2 separate regions of the Triticum aestivum genome follow, and region 1 is linked to region 2. The links are chromatin contacts, called in public Hi-C maps. All regions are on one chromosome and are shown on one strand. Each heading gives the region's core, a stretch centred on a gene start, on an enhancer-like site or on the middle of the called end of the contact. The rest is flanking DNA. Distances are from core to core; before and after follow the strand shown. Region 1 holds the start of LOC123151619 (60S ribosomal protein L32-1). Region 2 has its middle 9.3 kb from the start of LOC123151798.

Region 1 (7,450 bases), core at 4,800-7,299, 76 kb before region 2:
GGGAGCAGGGGCGAGCGGTGGCTTGATGCGCCCGTGCGAGCCAGTCCTAGTGCGAGGCTGCGAGCGATGAGGACAGCCTGGCCTTGGCCCTGGATGGCTGGGTGTGTATTGGGCCAAGCCCCGGGCTCATTCAAAAACATGCATAGGTAATAACTAAAAAAATTGTCAAGCCCCGGGCCTGGGGCCCAGATCCGCCCCTACTTACGGTCTACGAGGGTACGTAGACACACTTTCTCCTTGTTGCTATGCATCTCCATGGATAGATCATTGCGTGTGCGTATAATTTTTTTTATTTTCCATGCAACCATTCCCAACATAATCTCTGTTGGATCGCTGCCAAAGCCAAAGTTCCGGAATGCCACCAAGTGGCTCGTAGGGCAACTCTAACCGATCTCCAAAAAGTTAAGCGAGTAAAAGGCTTAGTGGAGTATAAATACTCCACTAAGTTTTGGCCGGACCTAGCCGATCCCCTAAACTTAACAGAGTATTTTTTTTCATTTGCATTTCAAGTTCGGCTACCGAAACACATTTCTTTGCTTCTTTATTTCATTCAACGACATTCGATTACATAATAATTCACCAATTCTTTGCTAGAAGAGCAATTAGACATTTTAGAAGATATCCAACTTCCATAACTACTCTGACTAGTTGCATTAGTATATTCTCGATGCCTTCATTGTTGATCTGCGGATTATCGATCTTGCATAGTTCATTCTTCTTCTTTGATTCTAAAAAAGTAGACGTTGCTTCCCCTCTATTTTCTTCTCTAATCGCACATCTAGTCTCACGTTTAGCCTCAATTATAACGAGTGCACAAACATCTACTAATTTTCGTGCTATTAATAGATTGATGTATTCTTCTTCCAATACCAAAACAAGCATCCATCATCCTACACACATAGATGAGCATCAATGAGCTACCGAAATTGAACCGAATCCAGTGAAAAACCGAATCAACAAGCACATACCCCATCATTTGTGCATTTGAAGAACACCCATCCGTGATGTTTCAGCGTGGTAGAAACTTGGCGCACCACTTGTCGTGTGCAGTCGTCGTATTGTATGACCGCCAGCTGCAAGTCGGTGAGCCGCTGCACGAGCGCCGAGCCCGGGCGATGGTCGGCCGTGTAGTTGCCGGAGAACCGACGGCGGGAGCGATTAGAGTTGCTAGAGGAAGAGGCGGTACATGCATGCGGCGCAGAGGCTTAGCCGGGGCTGTGTGGTCTGCTTCTCGACCAATCCATGGCAAGGCGCAGCCGCTGGTGGCCCGAAACGCCATATCCGGCGGCGACGACAGCAGCCGCAGATCCCCTTGATTTTTGGCCGACGGCGGGACGAGAAGGTGGTGGAGGACAGCGGCAGAGGCCTACAAGGCTTTCCCGGCGGCCGACCGGTGCCGACGGGGAGGGGGGAGGGGTATGAGGGGCGGCGGGGGCGAAGATGCGGCGTGGGAGGGAAGGGAGAGGCAGCAGAGGAGAGCCGCGTCGTTTTACTCGGCGGAGCAAAGAGGGATTAAAAATAGGAATTTTTTTAGGGAGAGGAGTAAAATTATACTCTGTTAGGCTGGATTGGAGATCGACTAGGTGCCGATTAGTGGAGTAAAAAGCTAAATATACACCACTAACCGGTTATAGGGGATCGGTTAGAAATGCCCTTAGCTACCCTTTTGCAAAGGAAATTTGTTACTTCCTCCTTCCATCTATATAGGGCTTAATGCGTATTTTAAGACTGTCTTTGACTATTGATAATAAGATTAATAATGCACAATATGTATAATGTAAAAATTATATCACTGGAAGCTCTTTTCACGTACAAATTTAACGATATGCTTTGTGTAACTTGCATACCATATATTATTGCTCTAACATTTGATCAAAGTTAGCCTCAAAAAATGCATTAGGTCCTATATAGACGGAAAGAGGGAGTGCTGCGTTGGAGCTTACTTTCCCAGTGCTTCACTCGCGGCTGACTCTCCACAATTGTTCTCGGATTGGTGGTCTAAATGCTGAGTGCCTTACAAAAAGAAGAATGAGATTGATGAGCGCACTGCTGCTGCATACGTACATTGCTTCAGGGATTTCGAAAGAACGAAATGCGAGAATCTTCAATAACAAGCGGGCAACCCCTCAGAGCGTTCTTCTGATTATCAGAGATGAAATCAGCCTCCTTAAGGAGGCCTCAGAGTGATCCGTTTTGCTGTTTCTGCGCACTCCTCTAGTAATGTTTTGCTGTTTCTGCGCAATCCTCTGGTAGTTCTCTGTCTATCTTTTTCTAACGCTCTTCCTCTCCTTTTCCCTCCTCGTGGCTAGTTCCTAGTCTCTGTACAGTTTTGCTTTACCCCATAATGAAAATGCCGAGCTTCTGCAGTTCCGGTAAAAAAATAATGCAAGACTGATACCACTATTTTTTTTTGACAAACTCGAGATTGATACCCACTAACTTACAAGCAAGTAACCAAAATCATTCATACACGTTGTGGTTTTGCATTTCGCACTTCAGAACGAGCCTTTGTATTTGGACCAACTGAATTTACCCACAATTTCCATCACGGAAAGTTGAACAATGTATACATCTTCAAAAGACCTTCGGTCGGGAAAAAAGACAAGGTATATCAGTTCATTGCAACATTCACATTAAGCAATGTTTTTTCACAAGAAAAAAAATCGATTCCCAGTCTATGAAATGCAAGACAATGTTGTATCTCATCATCAACTCCTCCCTCAGCTTCTCGAATTTGCATTCCTCAGCGGTGTGATCAGTCATAGGTTCATAGCTGACCTCCTGATTTCAAAACATCTCTGCATTCCCCCCTTCTGCAGTCGTGCCCATACGCTTACTAACACCGCCGTGACAGTAGTTTGTCGCCATACAGAAGGCAGACCATCGAACGCAAGGCAAATTCCTTCCCCAAATCACTGGGGAGTTCTTGAGTTCTGCAGTAGTATGTTCAGGAGACACAATAGCCTGTAATCAGCTTGTGAACGTCGAGCCACCGCATGCCCGGCTATTCTGGCCACATGATGTAACAACATAGGTTCATTCAGCTTTGATCTCGTTGGGTGCACCCGGATGGTTCCTTGTCAGAAGGTATTAGGACACTGTAAGGTAAGTCCAATTCTGCATGCCAATCGAGTATCTGATGCTCACGAAGGGCAAAGTTGAAACACTGCACACAAAAAAAGGAAGGAAAAAACATAAAGCAACAACCAACAGCTATGCAGAAGCAGAACAACCTTCATCATAGTCATTACAAAGGACGAGTAACAATCATTTCATGCAGTATGCTGATTCACAGGGGCCATTCTCACATTGTTCATCCTTAAAGAAGAGTGTCGGTGCTGTGGTGCAGGACATATATGAATCAATTGCAATGTACTACCAAACTATCTTAAAAGTTAAAACTGATGCATGGTCAACGAAACACTTCCACCATAAACTGATTTGAACACTTCAAACAGCTAACCATTTTCAGTATCACTTTGTCTCCGCAAATGTGCATTCTACAAAAAGGCGGAGCACTGTCAATCTCAAAAAATTGAAATCTCCCCCATTAAGACTCATACTGTGTTGTTCTTTTGTCCAGAAGACAACACAGGGACCTCAACCTTGCAATGGTAAGTGATTTGCCTTGAGGTTTCAGCACACAATATCAGTAGTCAGCCCTATCTCTACAACGCGATCTCAAATCGTACAAGGTATCATGGCTCCAATCTTTATTCTACATGAATTCTCATGGATCACAGAGTTGGTTCTAAATTCAACAGTGAAAGCACCTGGTCCACTTGGTCAAACACCGATGGGGCAGTGGATATTTCAAAATCTAATCTATGCAACCACAACACTTAAATTCCACTCAACTTACTGCATACTCCACCACTACTCTTCTTGTTAACCTTCACTACACAAATTTGACCACATTAGTTGAGGCTATCCAATGATCTTATTCATTGATCCTTCCTACCCAAAACAAACAAATCACTTGACCAGCATATCCAACAGTCCAACAGCATAACATTGGTTTATGTCACAGGATACAATCAGAAGACAGGAATCCTACCTGAAAATTCAGAACCTTTACCATGCAATTCACAGCACCCCACTAGACAGCATCTACTTCCCGATTCATTCAGTTTCCTTCTAGTGACATCTCAACAATACAGTTTTAAATCATACAAGGTAGCATGGCTCCAATCTTTATACTGAATTATCATGGAGCACAGAGTTGGTGCTAAATTGAACAGTGAAAACACCTGATCAAACACCAATGGACCATGGATATTTCAATAATCTTATCTATGCAACCACAAAACTTACATTCTTCTGAACTTAGTGCCTACTCCACCACTACTTTTCTTGTGAACCTACACTGCACAATTTTGAGCAAATTAGTTGAGGCTATCTGATGGCCTTATTCATTGATTCTTCCTACCGAAAACAAATAAATCACTTGCCAAGCATACCAGTCACAGTCCAACAGCATAGCACTGGCGGCCTATGTCATGAAATGCAATTAGAAGATAGGAGCCCAACCTAGTAATTCAGAAACTTTACCAAGCAATTCGCAGCGCCCCACTAGACCGCATCTACTTCCGGATCCATTCAGTTTCCTTTTAGTGACATCTCAAGCTGCTCCATCCTCCGGGCTAGGTCATGTTTCCCAAGATGCCGCAGCCCATCGACTACAACGTTAAAGGTTGGCGCCCGTGGCGCGAACCCAGCCTCACTCATCTCAAGAAGGTAGTTTGCAGCATCCAAGAACCGACCACCTCTCACACACATTTTGACAAGCATCACATACACAGGCCGATTGGGTGGGTGCCCCTTGGACTTCATATCACCAAAAAAGGCGAAAGCATCAGCGAAACGACCTGCCTTGCAGAGCGCCTTGACGATCGCCGCATATAGACTTGGGAAGGGCCGGTGGCCATCCTCAATAGTCGCATAGAACAATCGGAATGCCTCCTCAATTCGGCCAGCCTTGGCCACGGCCGGTAGCATCACTTTGTAAGTTGAGATATCTGGGCACATGCCACGACTGGAAGCATCGGCAAGAAGACCCACGGCGAATTCCACATCACCAGCATCGCAAAGCGCCTGGGCGAGCGAGTTGAACGTGGCCACGTCGGGAAGGACGCCCTCCTTGGTGATGCGGAGGGCGAATGCCTTGGCTTCCTCCAGGCGCCCAGCTCGGACGAGCCCGTCGACGAGGAGGTCCCGGCCGCGCACCGGCGGCCGGAACCCGCGGGACGACATGTCGTCGAGGAACGCCTGCGCCTCCCGGAGCTTCCCCGACGCGCACCAGGCGTCGACGAGCGTGCTGAACGTGGCGCGGTCGGGGGCCACGCCCTTGCGCGCCATGCGGCGGAGCAGCTTGTAGGCGCCGGCAAAGTTGCCGTTGGCGCAGAGCGCGTCCAGAAGGGCGTTGTAGACCTCGGTGGTCTGCGGGCACCCGAAGTGGGGAAGGCGATTGAAGACCTCGACGGCCTGCTCGGCGAGGCGGGAGTGGCCGTAGGACGAGATCACCGCCGAAAAGGTTGCCGGAGAGAGGGGGAGGCCGAGCGCGCGCATGTCGGAGGCCTGGGTCCAGAGGTGGGTGAAGAGGCGCGCGCGGGCGAGCGGGAGGAGCAGCGCGTCGAAGTGATCGGCGGAGGGGGAGAAATTGGGCTTCGCCCGGAGCCACGCGAGGAAGCGGGCGGCGTGGAGGGGCTCGGAGGGGGCAGCGGCGCGGATGACGCGGAGCGCGAGGTCCGGCGGGAAGGGGGACGGCAGGCGGAGGCGGTTCAGGGTGCGCTCCAGGTAGAAGTCGCGCCGTACGATGGTGGAGAGGTGGTTGACCGCCGCGAAGTAGGCGTCCTTGGAGGTGGGGTGCTGCGGCAGCTCATCGGCGCCGGCCGCGTAGTCGGGGAGCGTGGCGAGTCGGCGGAGGCCGAGCCGGTCGCCGAGGCGGCGGAGAACGGCGGCGGAGACGGAGGGCGACATTTCTCGCCTCGCCTCTAGAAACGGAGGCCCACTCTGCAACTGGGCAAGTTATTGCAATGTACCGGGCTTAACTTTCTATTTTTCGGGCTAGACCGCACTGGCCCATTCGAGCCCATGTAACTAGGGTTTGTGGAGGGTATAAAGACTGCGTCGCCTTGCAATTCCATCCCCGCCGCCGCTCTTCTTCCTCCTCTCTTCGTGTTAGGGTTAGGGCCGTTCGCTCCCGAAGGTAGCAAGCAAGCTCGCAGACGAGCTCCCACCTCGTTTTTCCGGGTGATTTTAGCCTCGTTGTCTGATTCGAACCCCTTCTTCTGGTTTTGCCCGACAGATCAGAGATGGCGGTGCCGCTTCTGACGAAGAAGATCGTGAAGAAGAGGGTCAAGCACTTCAAGAGGGCCCATAGCGACCGCTACATTGGCCTCAAGGTATCTACCTCTTCCCCAAGACCTCTATGTAGTGGATATTACAAGTGCCTCATGTTTTGATTGCTTCGTGCAGTTGATTTTACCCGGTTCTAGATCCCGATTGTTAAGCATGCTGTCGTTTCAACTTTCAAAGTTTACCGCGGTTCATGGCCTGCTGTAGTATCTCCATTGCATAATCTGGAGGTCTCTGACGTTTTGTAGTATTATTCACTTTTGATACGTAGTCGCTGTATGCCAAATTTACCACTTCTGCTTAGGCTATGTTACTGTGAAATGGCAGTGTTGAAGTCGTTGATTCAGCACGATAGTGTTGTACGATATTAGCGTATGTTGCTGTAGAAATTTATTGTGTTTTCTGAAGGTGGAAACCATTTAGGATATGAACAAGCACAAATTCGATAACCGAACGACTAATGTTTAAATTGAAATTGTTTGTTGCACTTGTACATCAAATCATCAATGAGCATTGGGTTGAAAGCTTATAGTAGACACTTAGCCGGGCATTTGTGTTTTAGTTTTACCTTGTTTTATTGATGACTTTGTGAAGAAAGGAAGTGATGGCTTAGTAAAAGGTCTGAGTAAGAAAACATCTTCTTGAGCAAATATTGGGTTAAATGAAGAGGGCCCTAGCCCTTACATTAGTAAGTACTGTGGCTGTCGCAACCTCTTCTACAGCAATTTATTCATGTCTTCATGAAGTGGGATGAATTAAAAAAAGGCGTGGGCTTCATTCTAAGTATGAATGCTTTGCTTAGACTTCTCCCAACACTTGTTTACCAATGTGCGCTCAAGAAGTCATGTTTTCTGCATGATTAGTACCTTCTCTCTGATCCTTTCAGCTTAACTACTTCTACACTGTTATGTAACCTTGAGCTGAGCAGCATTTTCTTGGTGTGTTATTCTTCTATTTTGTGTTCTATGATTTTTTTGTTGCAAGTATACCCCCATACACCAAAGCCAGCAAGCGATTTGTTGCTTTGCTCAATTATAATTATTTTTGTGTTGTCCGATGGTACAAGTATGGCTAGGCAACTTATTGTGTAGGA
Region 2 (7,101 bases), core at 3,219-5,718:
TATTAGCTTAAAATATAGCATCAAGGGATACAGTAAATAAAGCACACACCCGATCTCTACTTTCCACATATAGAATTGACATAACCAACATCAATGCACGCGCGCACACATCACACAGACAACTAGCAACATCACACAAGACCAAAGCTATGCATTAGTGGAGTAAACTAATTTTTTTTACCGATGACCAACAATCTACAAAAGCAATTAAACACATCAACCATCTTTTGAGACCACTAGAGCAACAAGAAGGATTGGATTCGGCAAGTAGCAACACCTTCAATATGGAACGCCGCCCAAACGCCGCTATTGCGGGATCCAACCACCAAAGACCAGGTCATCGGGTTTCACACTGAAAAACAAGCCCGAGCAAATCCAAACAATGACCTCAACAAAGTAACATCACAATAAAATTAAGACCATGCTTGCACAAGAAGACAGCCGAGCTGCAATAAGTCACTATGTATTCGCACGCAGTTCTATCAAGATGAGCCACGCAACGTAAACTACCACGATACAATAATTACCAGGTAATACATTGTAGCAGTAGTCTATGTAGATACTAAGCTCCTATGATTTGAAGCATTCTGGTGCTTTGGAGGTTGCGGGGTTGTTGAGGAGCCCGTCTGTATGGTTATGTGCTATTTAGTTTTATTTCTCCTTCTCTTATTTATTTTCTTTCTCATTTAATTTATGAGCACCTATTAAATTTCATGAGCATTAAAAATATATTTAAAACAAATCATATTTTCAGATTTATTAATATTAATTACATTCTCGTATATTTTTTAAGTTCATGATCATTTTTAAAGTTTATTTAATGTGCAAGCATTTTTTGAAATCCATGAATATATTTTAAATTCATGAATGTTTTCTTAACTTTATGGTCTTTTAAGTTTGCAATTTATTTTTTATCCTTGACCATCTTTTGTTCGACCTATCTTTTTAACGAAAAATATAGCTGATTTCTTTTCTAAGCTAGCGACGGCTGAGCAAAAGAAAAAAGCTAAGCAAGCGAGAGCATTAGCAAGCCAAACTAAACGAGCAAGAGCTTCATGGGCAGGCTCATATGAGCGTTATATCATCAATTCCACGGTTGCAGCATGAAATAGGAGCTCTCAAGAGGCTAAAACGATCCCCTCCGACTGACACCAAGACCTATACGTGTAAAAACACCACAACCATGCATCAAACAATTTCATTCTCCTCTTAGAAGAGAACTAAAAACACCGTTATAGCATAATCAACTCATAAGTCAACATAAACAAAATCTGAACAACAACTAGTCGCAATAATCTACTAAATACTCCCTCCGTCTCAAAATTCTTGTCTTAGATTTGTGTAGATACGGATGTACCTAATACTAAAATGTGACTTGATACATCCATACTTAGACAAATCTAAGACAAAAAATTTGGGACAGAGGGAGTATAAAAGAGTTAATTCCACAAGTGAAGAACAACGCGTGACCAAGCGCACGTTAGCCTGTACTAAGGTTTTTTTTTGACACATTTAGCCTGTACTAAGTATATTACAGCCGTGGTGTTGATTCCTTGGTGGCCGGGCGGTGCGTGGCGTGCACCGCCACGCGAATCCGCACAAGCATCACATGCTGTTTCGATCCTTGGTGCCGCTCGCTGCATTTGGTCAAGCACAAGGCACATCTCCTCCAGCTGGATCGGGCCCTGCATTGTACGTACAGTACCATTACAGCCTTGTGTCCATCAAACCGCATCCTTTCTTCCTTCCTCGTGATGCACGCACCATGCACGCATGATATTCTCTCCGTTACTAAATATAAATCTTTTTCAAATTTTAAATATAAACTACATGTACGGATAAATATAGACGTATTTTAGAGTGTAGATTATATTAGAATCTCTAAAAAAGTATACAGTATTTAGGAATCTCTCTGGAGAATACGCAGGCAGCTATCACACGGGAGCGAGGATCCGATCGACATGGAATCTGTTTCATGGAGAGGGGCACCCGGCGCGTCGGCGTCCGTCTCGGACGACGACGTACGCGGCTGTCGCCCGATCGACCGCGACCGAAAACGACGGCGGCGTTCCGGTATGCAATGCACCGGCAGCGGGCGGGAGATCCAAAACCATCATTCCGCGATCTCATTATCAGCCATGCGCCGCCCGCCGGCTACTGTAGATAACTGAAGCCCGATCAGCGGGGGCTAGATCCCAAGGTATGGCCCTGCTTCCTCCATCTGCTGCTGCTCATCGACGCTACTAATACAGTTATACAGTATGTGGCTAGCAGAACGATCGAACCCACGCGCGCGCCCCATCATGACACCGGCGATTGATTGATCGATGGACCCATTTGGTTGCATGCATATGCATGGGGAGCAATCAACTCAAATTCAGAGAAAAAGATCAAGGAACTTTCGCCAATCAGTTCGTGCCTGAATCTGAACTGAAACGGGGAGGCTAGAGAAAGAAAAGAAGAAGCGGATAGATCGATCTGCGTAGGAGTAATAACAAATGATGATTAGGAGCCGCAATGATTGAGTCCGAATTTAGTTGGTTCGGTCGGGCGTCGCCGTCGGACCCGATCCCGGGGCCCCTCCCTGACGAGTAAGACAATCCGGTGGAATCCTGCGATGCCACAGCTAACTCCCATTCGGGAGATGGATCGAAAGCGCATGCTGCGAGATATTAGCACTTTGTGCTGTGCCGTCCGAGATCTGGTTCTGGTCCATCCATGCCATCCGTACGTAGTAAAGAGGGTTGGAACGATGGCTTTGCATTGCATTGCATTGCTGGCCTGTTTTATGTGCTGGGAGTGCCAACCAGCATTGGTTTCTTGCGACGCCATGGGCCAGACAAAGTGTGGCTGTGGCGGCCATGGCCAGCTACGCCGATGCCGGCCGTCTTATCCATGGGAGGGGAGATCGGATTGGAGGGGGGTCGTCGTCCCGGTTCCTCGGGAGAAAACGGGAGCCAGAAACGGTGGATGAGACCTTATGACACTGGTGGAGCTGCTGAGTTGGCGGTTTGTGTTCGATCCGGATGAGGCGCTGGAACGGCTCAAATTTGAAGCGGGAGCCGGGAGGCCGCCGCAAGTTGAGAGATTATCCATCCGGTTCGACTTTTCCAAGAATCATGATGATCACCTCGTGACCGATAGCTACCATGTCCCTCCGCCTCTGCCGCATCTGGAGATCTTTTCCTCTTCTGTTATTGGCGCAGGCCATGATTACCCGCCATTCATTACGATTTGTGATCTCTGGACGGATGTAAACGTCTCTTTACCAGCCTTGCAGATCACCTCTGGTCTGGTGGATCCTACCAACATGCGAGATGTATTGGAGAGTTGATGAATCCGGAATTCGGGATGCTCTTTTTCTCCAATAGCGTGAAAAGTAGCGTGTCTTTGTAGAACTCTAGTCATGTCATTCTCGCCATTGATTTGCCTTTCAGCGGGACCAAACAACCAATATGTGCCCTCTATAGAACTAACTAATCATGCTTACCCATTGCAAAGCACCTAATCATGTGCTCCAGAGACCAAACCAAACCAAATCCTTTTTTGTCATGGTTATTGATTAAAAGTTGAAGCAGCAGGGGTCTGAAGCCTTCGACCATACTACTATGCAGATCTTGGTGAGAGAAGAGGCAGCTGGGCCAAGCAAAGCTGTAGGAAGAATCGGTGGTCGGAGGCCGTTAGACTTGTCTGCCGGCCGGGGAGGCCCAGCAAGCGGTTCGGTCCGGTGGGCGCGCCGCGCGGGTGTGCACGCCACCAGTAAGTAGACGGACGTAGTGGTCCTTGTACGAGCAGTGGTAGTTAAGTTGTAGGGGTACTCATCGCCTTTGGAGTTAGGAGCAGAGCCCAAGCTGAAAGAGGCCGAGTTCTTGGTATTGGTATTGGTATATTGGTAGGGTGTCTCCTTCCGCTGGCTCCCCCAGAAACAGTCATACGGGGATGGGGTCAGGGCACCTCTCTCATGATTCATTCACCTTGGATGGCTAGCTAGCCAGGTCCATGGCCAATACCACCCAATAGTGGTGGTGGCTACTCCTCGCATCACATTGTTGGGACCTTGATCGGTTGCCCACATCTAGGCCGTTTGATATAATAAAAACCTGTTGCGTTGGAGAAAATGGATGTGTGTTTCTTTTTTCTTGGTGCTAATAACTGAGCATGGCTGGGGTGCTGCTAAATCTGCAGGTTTTCCTTTTTTTTTGCGGGAAAAATCTGCAGGTTTTCCTAAGCACAGGAGTGCATCTTTTTCTCTTTTTTTTTTTTGCTATGCGCAGTAAAATTTTTGGGACAGATTTTGCTATGTGCTATAGATAGTTTCAGTCACGGCTGATGGCTGCAGGGGAGCGCCGTCCGGTAACTCCTCTTCTACGAGTTCTGACTTTTGACTTGGGTTCATCTATAGGTATCGCACTTGCTGGTTGGGCCATTTGTGGCTTGTAGTGGTGGTTAAGCCTAGTAGTAGTAGCCAGGCAGCTAGTGTGTGCAACGAGACGAGACGATCCGGGATGGTCCTGCTCGGCACGGGCCGAGGCCTTATTATGTGCGAGCGAACCAGGCCCTGTGGCTTCTTTTGTCGCCTCTCGCTCGCGTGCTGCGCATGGGCCGAATCCCGAAATGCATCGCATGTTTGTTTGTGCGTTCAATCACGGTCATTCCCCTATTTAACGGTTGATGATTCTAAAAAAAGACTGTTTAACGGTTTTGCTCAAAAAAAATAAAACTATTTGACGGTTAATTCCACTTAATAAAGACTATTTAACGGTTTTGCACAACGGTCACGGTCACTCCCTAAGAGCAACTCTAGCAGACCCCGCATCCCACCGGCCCGCAAAATGCGTTTGCAGTTCGCGCAAAACCGCTTTTGCGGGCCGGCGCGGGCTGACACAGATGCAAACCCCATATAATGGACCCGTAAAAGAGCATATTCGTGGAATATGTTTTTTTACGGGTCGGCTTCTGCGGGTTCTGATCTGGCGCAACTCTTCCTAGCCCGCAAAATTTAGATTTGCAACTTAAATTGATCTAGCATAATGCTTTTCATTGCTTTTGCAACAATATTAGATACAAAAGATGTCACCAAATCTTGGATAGAATAGCAAAACCAAAGAAAACAAGAACCACAAGTATGCATTTCAGAAGATTTCCAACTTCCATAACTGCTCCCACTAGTTGAAGTAATATCTTCTTCATGCACTCATTGTTGATCTGCGAATTCTTGATCTTACTTTCTTCATTCTTCATCTTTGGTTTCAAAGAAGTAGACGTTGCTTCCCCTCTAGTTGCACATGCCGCCGCATTATTGCCTTCGATTGTACTAAGGAGTGCACTAACATCTATTAAGTTTCTTTCTATCAACAAATCAATGTATTGGCCTTCCCAAAACCAAAATGGGCATCCATCGTTCTACACAAAACATTGAGCAAGCTGGAAGTGAGCTACCACAATTGAACTAAAGAATGAGCTATGGAACGAGGTACCGCAAGTGCACATACCCCGTCATTTTCGCATTTGTAGAACACCCATCCGGGGTGATTCGGCGTGCCCGAAGTGAGTCGCAGCACTTTGCGCGGGCAGTCGTCGCACTCTATGAGCGGCATCGGCGGGCCACAAAGATGCTGCGCGAGCGCCGAGCCCGGTGGACGGCCGGACAAGTCCATGCCCGCAAACCTTCGGCGGCGGCGGGCGGACGAACCCGTGCCTGCATGCGGCGATGCGCCCTTGCCTGGGTTGCGGGAGAGGCTCCCCGACTACTCCATCGCCTGGGGCAGCAACTGGCGGCCGGAAAAAGGCAAATCCGACGGCCCGCGATGAAATGCCGCAGATCTGCAAATCCGGCGGCCCACCGACGCAGGGGGGAGGGAGGGAAGGCCTCGTGCGTGTGACGGCCTTCCGGCGTGCTCCTGCCGGCTGATGTCGCCGGAATCTTGGGCGGCGGCCGGCGGCGGCGCGCGAGGGAAGAAGAGAGGTGGTTGGTGGGAGAAAGCGCGGGATGAAATGTCCCCCACCAACCGCTTCCGCTTATATGCAGGCACCGCAGCCGCGAGGGGGAAACCCGCGTTTTCCCGGGTAGGGGTTGGGATTTTGCCGCGCCCCCTAAAATTTTTTGCGGGCCTGGGCGGAATGCAGGGTCTGATCGAGCTGATTTTTCTGCCCCGATCTGCATTTTGGCAGTTATTTTACGGGTCGGGGCGGGATGCAGAGTCTGCTAGAATTGCTCTAACGTGGGAGTGCTCTCAGGCCGCCATGTGCCCCGCCCAACTCTGCCAGGTGTCACATGCTGGCTGCACCACTGGGAGCATTTTTTTGTTTCCGCGCGTGCTTTTGAGTATAATCATTTTTTGTTTTATTGTCTCTTCGGTTTTGGAGAATTATTCTAAAGTAGTGCTTTTTTAAGAAGCACAATTGTGCCCCTAAAAGAGAAAAAGCACAATCTATATTTTCACAAGATGCATAGTTGTGTTTCCGGGAGAAAGCATAGCATGTGCTTCCTGAAAAAGGGAGAAGCACAGGCGCACAGCCTTTCGCGAAAAGAAAAAAAAGTTCAACTGGCTCCCCCCCCCTCCAAAAAAAAAAACTAGGAAAAGCATTAAAGAGGGAAAAATTATCTGTGCTTAAAAAAGTAAAAGAAACACAACTGTGCTTCTAGGTTTTTTGGTTTTTCTTCCAGTTTTTGGTTTCTTGTTGCCAGGTTTTTCCGGTATTTCATTTCATTTTTTTACTTTTATTTTTGGTTTTTTCTTGATTTTTTTAAAAACCTATTAACATAGCATCTAGTTTTGAAGATCTCAACATGAGACATTCAAAGATGAAAACGGTTTGAGATTTGGATGCACGACTTAAGAGTTAAACCGTTTTGAAAATACGAATCCGTGAAAAAAAGGAAAAATTTTAGGTTGCGACAAATGACACACATGCAATACGCCAGTTGTCAGCATCAAAGAAGACAGTGTGTGACCTTTGCACAGGGTGCCCTTAGTTACTGATTTCGTGAAAATGGATTCAGTAATATGGAGCTCCCCGGGCCTTCTTCGGTAACTCTTGAGCTGTTAGTTCCTCCGCTCTACAGAGTTGACAAGGAGAAGCTGGCGGAATTCGCTATTC

Evidence for each region. A called contact is a pair of places that touch in the nucleus more often than the background predicts.
Region 1: a contact with region 2 is called in a Hi-C map of leaf, with 3 times the contacts expected there. The contact joins the promoter of LOC123151619 here to the enhancer-like site in region 2. A contact is called at or near these places in 3 of 5 Hi-C or Micro-C datasets (leaf and root).

What each region holds. Positions count from the first base shown.
Region 1 is chr7A:249,216,134-249,223,583 of IWGSC CS RefSeq v2.1, reverse strand. LOC123151619 (60S ribosomal protein L32-1) reads left to right here and starts at 6,049. Exons shown (of 4, transcript XM_044571301.1): 1 at 6,049-6,208; 2 at 6,308-6,404. The coding sequence starts at 6,315. It overlaps LOC123151617 (pentatricopeptide repeat-containing protein At5g18390, mitochondrial), which reads right to left and starts at 6,010. Exons shown (of 3, transcript XR_006475746.1): 1 at 4,552-6,010; 2 at 4,315-4,361; 3 at 2,514-3,166.
Region 2 is chr7A:249,139,263-249,146,363 of IWGSC CS RefSeq v2.1, reverse strand. No RefSeq gene overlaps it. Among protein-coding and RNA genes, the nearest start is that of LOC123151798, 9.3 kb to the left of the region's middle. Within about 2 kb of position 4,468, at least 4 of the 8 cell types and tissues checked have an H3K27ac peak or open chromatin away from gene starts, as enhancers often do. A contact at or near this core is called in leaf, where this site is marked.